Linked DNA regions of Hordeum vulgare: region 2 is linked to region 1. Evidence: chromatin contacts called from public Hi-C data. All regions are on one chromosome and are shown on one strand. The core of a region is the stretch at or near the end of the contact, and the rest is flanking DNA. Distances in the headings are between cores, read along the strand shown.

Region 1 (2,951 bases), core at 58-2,557:
GTCCGCATATGTAAACTTTAGCAATTTCAGAAGTAAAGCACAAAGGCATTTATATGCAAGGAAGCAGGTTCACAGATTGGAACCTCAATGTGCAACATGATATGTGTATTCGTCTGAGCTAAGTTTGTAAAATCCTGCACATACTCCAGCAGTAGATATATTTTTGCTAGTAGGTTATTATTTGAGTGAATTCCTCTTTTTACCCTGTAGTTGTACATTTTTGACACTAATTACCCTATCGAGTGGAAATTCGTCTATAATACCCCTTTTGGAAGCTTTGGACACTCGTTTTCTGATGCATGTCCATCAGGCAAGGTGTGAGGTGACGCCCGGGATCCAAAAATATATGGACGATGATGAAGAATGGAACAGATGGACAAAAGAAGTCTGGACATGATCGTCAACGATGTCCTCTGATCTTTACAATTTTTTCTACAAATTATGAACGCAACATGTCAATCCTATCTAGAATAAACAAGAAAAATGTAAATTTGAGGAATTACCGTGTTAAAAGTCACCAAAATCTGATATTTCGATAAAAGTTCCACTAAATTGGGTAATATGTGTCACAAATGTACAACTAGAACCCTTTAGGATAGCAACCTAATTAAACATGTTAGCTGGCACTGAGCAGAGCCTTGACATGTTTTACGACTTAATACATGGATCACATAATTCTGACAACCACTAACAAAATGGAGAAGAAAAACAATCCCAAGAAATGGTTTGCATGTAGTGTACCTATAGCCGCCCAAATGAGCACCAGGTTTCAATTTCAGCTTCTTTCTTCCATTTCTAAGTGTGTGGTGAGACCAGCATCGTATCATACTACCGCAGTCCATACAAGCACGAAGAAAGTGAGCGCGAAAGCACTAAATCACCTGCGCGGGCGAAGACATCAGCTTGGCGTTCTGGAAGATCTCGAGGAACGGCAGGTGGTCCTCTCCGCGGCGCTCGCCACCCGCAGCTGCTGCGAGCTGCTCTGGAGAAGCAGCGGCTAGCGTGGATAGGAACGGGTCGCCCCTCGGGTTGAACAACGGCGACGGAGCCCCCGCCGCCGACCCAGCAACACGCGCCACGAGGGTAGATGACGGCGGACTGCACCTTCCGGACCGGGCTAGGGGATTCGGGAAGAATGGGGACGACGTCGCGGTGGGCGGGGAAGGGGTAGGGAGGCGTAGGGAAAGGAAGGAGGAGGCCATGGTGCCCGGTGGTGGTGTTACTCGGCCGCGGCGTGCGAGCGAGCTCGGGGAGTGGTGTGTGTGTGGATAATTTGGTTGGAGCTGACGCCTGACGCCTGAGCTCTGGGCCTTGTCCTTTGAAAGAGAGCATGGGCTGAATGAAACCATGGGGCCTTCTGGGCTGAAGTATGTTCTTAGAAGAGAAAAGTATCATTTTTTCTCTCAACTCCTGTGTGATGGATCGATTTTTGGAAATCCCTATTTGTCCGAAATCATTAGTTGAGGAATACACCTTTCAACGATTACTCTCATTTTTAATATTACGAAAAATAGTGCACTACATGCGTGTCACTTGTCGTAACCTGGAAATTTTCCTTTTTTCGTAGATCCGTATTTCAAAATGTTTTTATCTCCTAAACCGTGCGTTCAAATCTTGAATCATTTTCACTGTTAGGTTTCTCACGTTGAAATTAGGTTTTGATGAACTTTATTTTCATACAAAAAAACAAACAAAAAAATTATGCCTCACGCGATAGAAAAAAAACAGAAAATGTGTTTTTTCCTTTTCCGAGAGGCACGGACCATGCCTCTCGCGAAGACAAAATTGTTTCTTTCGCGAAAGCAAAATCGTGCCTCTTACGAAAAAAGAAAGAGCAGAAAACACGTTTTTTCATTACCGAGAGGCGATAACAGAACCGTGCCTCTCGCGAAAAAAAAGAAGTAGAAAACACGATTTTTTTTCATTTCTGGGAGGCACAGTCATGCCTCTCGTTAAGGCAAAACTGTGCCTCTCGCAGGAAAAAAGAGAGCAGAAAACACATGTTTTCTTTTTCGAGAGACACGACCGTGTTTTTTACAAAGAAAACAGAAAACGCGTTTTTCCCTTTTCGAGAGGCACGGCCGTGCCTCTCGCGATAGCAAAACCGTACCTCTCATAAAAATATGTTTTTCCGCGCAATTTTTTTTGAATTTTTTTCTTCTTTCGAAAGCTACAAAAGACCAATGAAAATCGGGAACAAAAAAACCGAAAAAACCGCTCTAAAAAGCCGAAAACATGTGCTAAAAATAAAATAAAATAAAATCTAAGGAGAACGCTCAGAACACGATATGTGGTGGTGCGTCGAAGTGATCGCTCAAAAGCTGTCGAATTAGTGCTTGCTAACTAGTTGACTTTGTTTAGATCCATGAATTTATTTAATTTTTGCGAGGGATCTCAGGAAAATGTATTATTTTAAAATGCCCGTATATTTTAAACCGTGCAACGGATCACAATAAGTTATATATGTAAAACGTGTATAATTTCATGTAGATTAATATTTTTCAACTTACATGCATATTTAAGGCGTGTTCGGAAACCTTCCACTCCGCTACTCCGCTCCAGGAGCGGGTGGAGCTGCCGTTCAAAACCGTGGAGCTGGCCAATAGGCACTCCTTAGATTCTTGAATTACAGGGAGCCGGTGGATTGCCGAACAGCCCCTTAGCTGTTGGACCTGTTGTTTGCATAGTTTTGTGTGCTGTTATGTTAGGTGATTTATCCCATAGCTATTTATGTGTGCATCTGGATTGCTCAATCCTAGTATGTAAAATGTTTATGTTGTTTGCAATGTATTTTTATGCATGTTAAAAATAGTTGTCTTAATGTTTTCATGTAGGTGGCATACACAGTTTGTTAAGCCGGGTTTATGTCATATTCTCGAATATATGTGGTGGCATTAGTTTTATTTCAAAACCCACATATTATATATGTTTTGGGGTAGAAAAATCCGTAG
Region 2 (2,848 bases), core at 159-2,658, 590 kb after region 1:
CTTGAAACAATCACTTTGAGTGCAAGGATAAGACAGAGTAGAGATCAAAATACATGTTAACCAAATCAGATAAATATTATCAGGTACTCCCTCTGTAAACTAATATAAGAGTGTTTAGATAACTAAACCCTCCGTTCCTAAATATAAGTCTATGTAGACCCCTAGTGAAATATCTTAAAAGATATATATTTAGGAACGGAGGGAGTATAAAATAGTGATCTAAATGCTCTTATATTAGTTTAAGGAGGAAGTATTATATAAGCAGGTACGCAGCCCCAATAGAAAACACCTGTTCCATTTCCTTTCAACTGAATATAGTACCTTGATGAGAGTAAACTTGTGATCACACACGTATACAACAAAAGATGATTACCTGAGCACGGACGAACCCAGAGAGAGCAAAGGTGGTGAAGCGGCCATCATAGAGGCCATTCTCATCAACGTGACCAATGTTGATCTGGACAGAGGCATGGTCCTTGGCCGTGATGATCCTGTTGGTGGCGGAGCTGCAAGAACATGCATAAAATGTTTAGCAAGCGCCAACCAATGAAGAACATAAACGACATCAAAGTAAATAGTGTTCATGAGACATACCACTTCCTGGGGACGTAGAGGTCCACCATGGCTCCCTCCTCATTCTGCATGGTGGCAGCTGGAGGGGAAGTGGCACAAGAGCGACTGCAGAGTGGAGAAGAAAGAGTTGAGACACAAACTAAACACAGGAGAAAATCAGTTTTGTCCCGCCACACCCTAACTGTGTCACAACACGAATGTGGCGACATCAAAAGAAATTCTTATCCACCATAGGAATGCTACTTAATTACGAAATAATAACAGGATCTGGGACACAAGCTCGCGCTTAACCGCGAATCCAGCACTAGAGTTGCTCAATCTTGCGGTTACATGGACAAAACTATGCAAAGCACCATATACGAGGCTTAGACATAGATTGTTACTAAGTACTTGGGCCGAAATAATAGGCAAGATGGGAACGAATCGACGAACACGCAGGACGGCGGGCATACAAGATGCCTGGAGCAACAGACCGAAAGGATAAATCGTTACTAAGTACTTGGGCCGAAATAATAGGCAAGATGGGAACGAATCGACGAACACGCAGGACGGCGGGGATACAAGATGCCTGGAGCAACAGACCGAAAGGATAGATCGTTACTAAGTACTTGGGCCGAAATAATAGGCAAGATGGGAACGAATCGACGAACACGCAGGACGGCGGGCATACAAGATGCCTGGAGCAACAGACCGAAAGGTAAAGGAGGTGGCAGAGGGGGATGCACCTTTGATCTCTTCGGGGAGGCTGCGGGAGGACGAAGAGAAACTGATGCGGCGGCGGCGGCGGCGCAAGGGTGTGTGAGACCACGACTTTATAGCAGGAGAAGCGAGAGGGAGGGCTCGTAAACCCTAGCGTCTTGTCGTGGACCCACCGGCAGCGGGACAGCGCTTGCAACACAGACTCCTTGTCCTTGGGCCGTGGCGTGCTGTTATTGAGCCCCAGCCCAATGATTCAAAGCCCACGTCGCTCCCTCCTTTCCGTTTTCCCTCCCACTCCCACTAGTCTCGTGTCGTCTCCCCCAACCCCCAGCCCCAATCCCCGAACCCACCCAACTAACCGGTCATTTTTTTCTCATTCATTCATTAAAGGAAGGAAACTGACCGGCCATGGAGCTGTCGATGAGCGGCGGCGCACTGCGGACTTTCTCCCGGTGCGTCACCTGCCTCGCCCGCATCGGCTCCGACCTCGTCTTCCAGGCCTACCCCGACAAGGTCCGCCGTCTCCATTCCTCACCGGCGGGTACTTCTGACAATTCCTAATCTCATGTTTTCGCGTTCGGCTTACAGCTGGAGCTGCACACGCTCAACAGCTCGCGGTCGGCGTTCGCGTCCGTCTCCCTCACGCGCGACTTCTTCGACCACTTCCACCTCCCCGCCGACCTACACGCCGCGCCCTCCTCCACGCCGCTCCAGTGCAGCGTCCTCCTCAAGTCCGTCCTCGCTGTGCTCCGCACGCCGACCTCCGCGATCGACCGCCTCAACGCTTCGCTCCCAAACCCCCAAGCGTCCAAGCTCGAGTTCGTCATCCACTGCCTCAGCGGTAAGTACATGTTCCCAGCCCCTCCCTCCGTCCCTCCCTCTAGGGTTTTGCCATTGGCGTGCTCAGAATTGAATTCCCCCCAATTTTTGCGCATTTTCCCTGTTTTCCCGCCAATTTCGCCGTTTCGGCTCTTTCCCCAAATTTGCCGCTCTGACCTCATGATGTGCCTTCTCGCGTCTTGTCTTGTCTTGTCTTGGCAAGGGCGTAAGAAGACGCACCGGATCTCGTGCAGCGCCGAGTCCGATGTGCAGACTCTGGCGCTCGACCGCAACCGCTTCCCCAGCCGCCTCGCCATACGGCCACGGGACCTCACGCGCCTGCTCTCCAATTTCCAGTCCTCGCTGCAGGAGCTCACCGTTATTGCCACCGAGCCTGCTGCAGTGTTGCCTGGCGTCGATGATGGCACTGAGGGGAAGGCAGTCGAGCTCCTAAGCTACATTGACCCCACCAAAGGTAAAGGTTCCCTTCCTTTGGTGTGCTTAGCGTAGCGTGGTGGTGAAATTTCTATGGGTTGTCAACTGTGACGTGGTTTGGGATTTGCAGATGACTACGACAGTAGGCTGCACACACAACTGTGGATCAATCCAGCAGAGGAGTTCTTGGAGTATGAGCATGCTGGTGATCCCGTGGATGTCACATTTGGGGTCAAAGAATTGAAGGTGATTCTATGATTTGTTCTTCTCTCTTCATGCCAAAAGATTTAGGTCCTCAACTTTAAAAGAAATACGATAATGC

The links. Hi-C and Micro-C count contacts between places; a contact is called where the count stands out from the background.
Region 2: a contact with region 1 is called in a Hi-C map of seedling, with 3 times the contacts expected there. The contact joins the promoter of LOC123448626 here to the promoter of LOC123448625 in region 1. A contact is called at or near these places in 2 of 6 Hi-C or Micro-C datasets (leaf and seedling) and 1 of 1 datasets of contacts at active chromatin or transcription factors (embryo).

What each region holds. Positions count from the first base shown.
Region 1 is chr4H:359,969,450-359,972,400 of MorexV3_pseudomolecules_assembly, forward strand. It overlaps LOC123448625 (ATP-dependent Clp protease proteolytic subunit-related protein 3, chloroplastic), which reads right to left and starts at 1,308. Exons shown (of 10, transcript XM_045125577.1): 1 at 882-1,308. The coding sequence starts at 1,202.
Region 2 is chr4H:360,556,158-360,559,005 of MorexV3_pseudomolecules_assembly, forward strand. LOC123448626 (40S ribosomal protein S21) reads right to left here and starts at 1,409. Exons shown (of 4, transcript XM_045125578.1): 1 at 1,299-1,409; 2 at 595-678; 3 at 374-506. The coding sequence starts at 644. It overlaps LOC123448627 (cell cycle checkpoint control protein RAD9B), which reads left to right and starts at 1,597. Exons shown (of 9, transcript XM_045125579.1): 1 at 1,597-1,785; 2 at 1,861-2,113; 3 at 2,315-2,566; 4 at 2,657-2,772. The coding sequence starts at 1,681.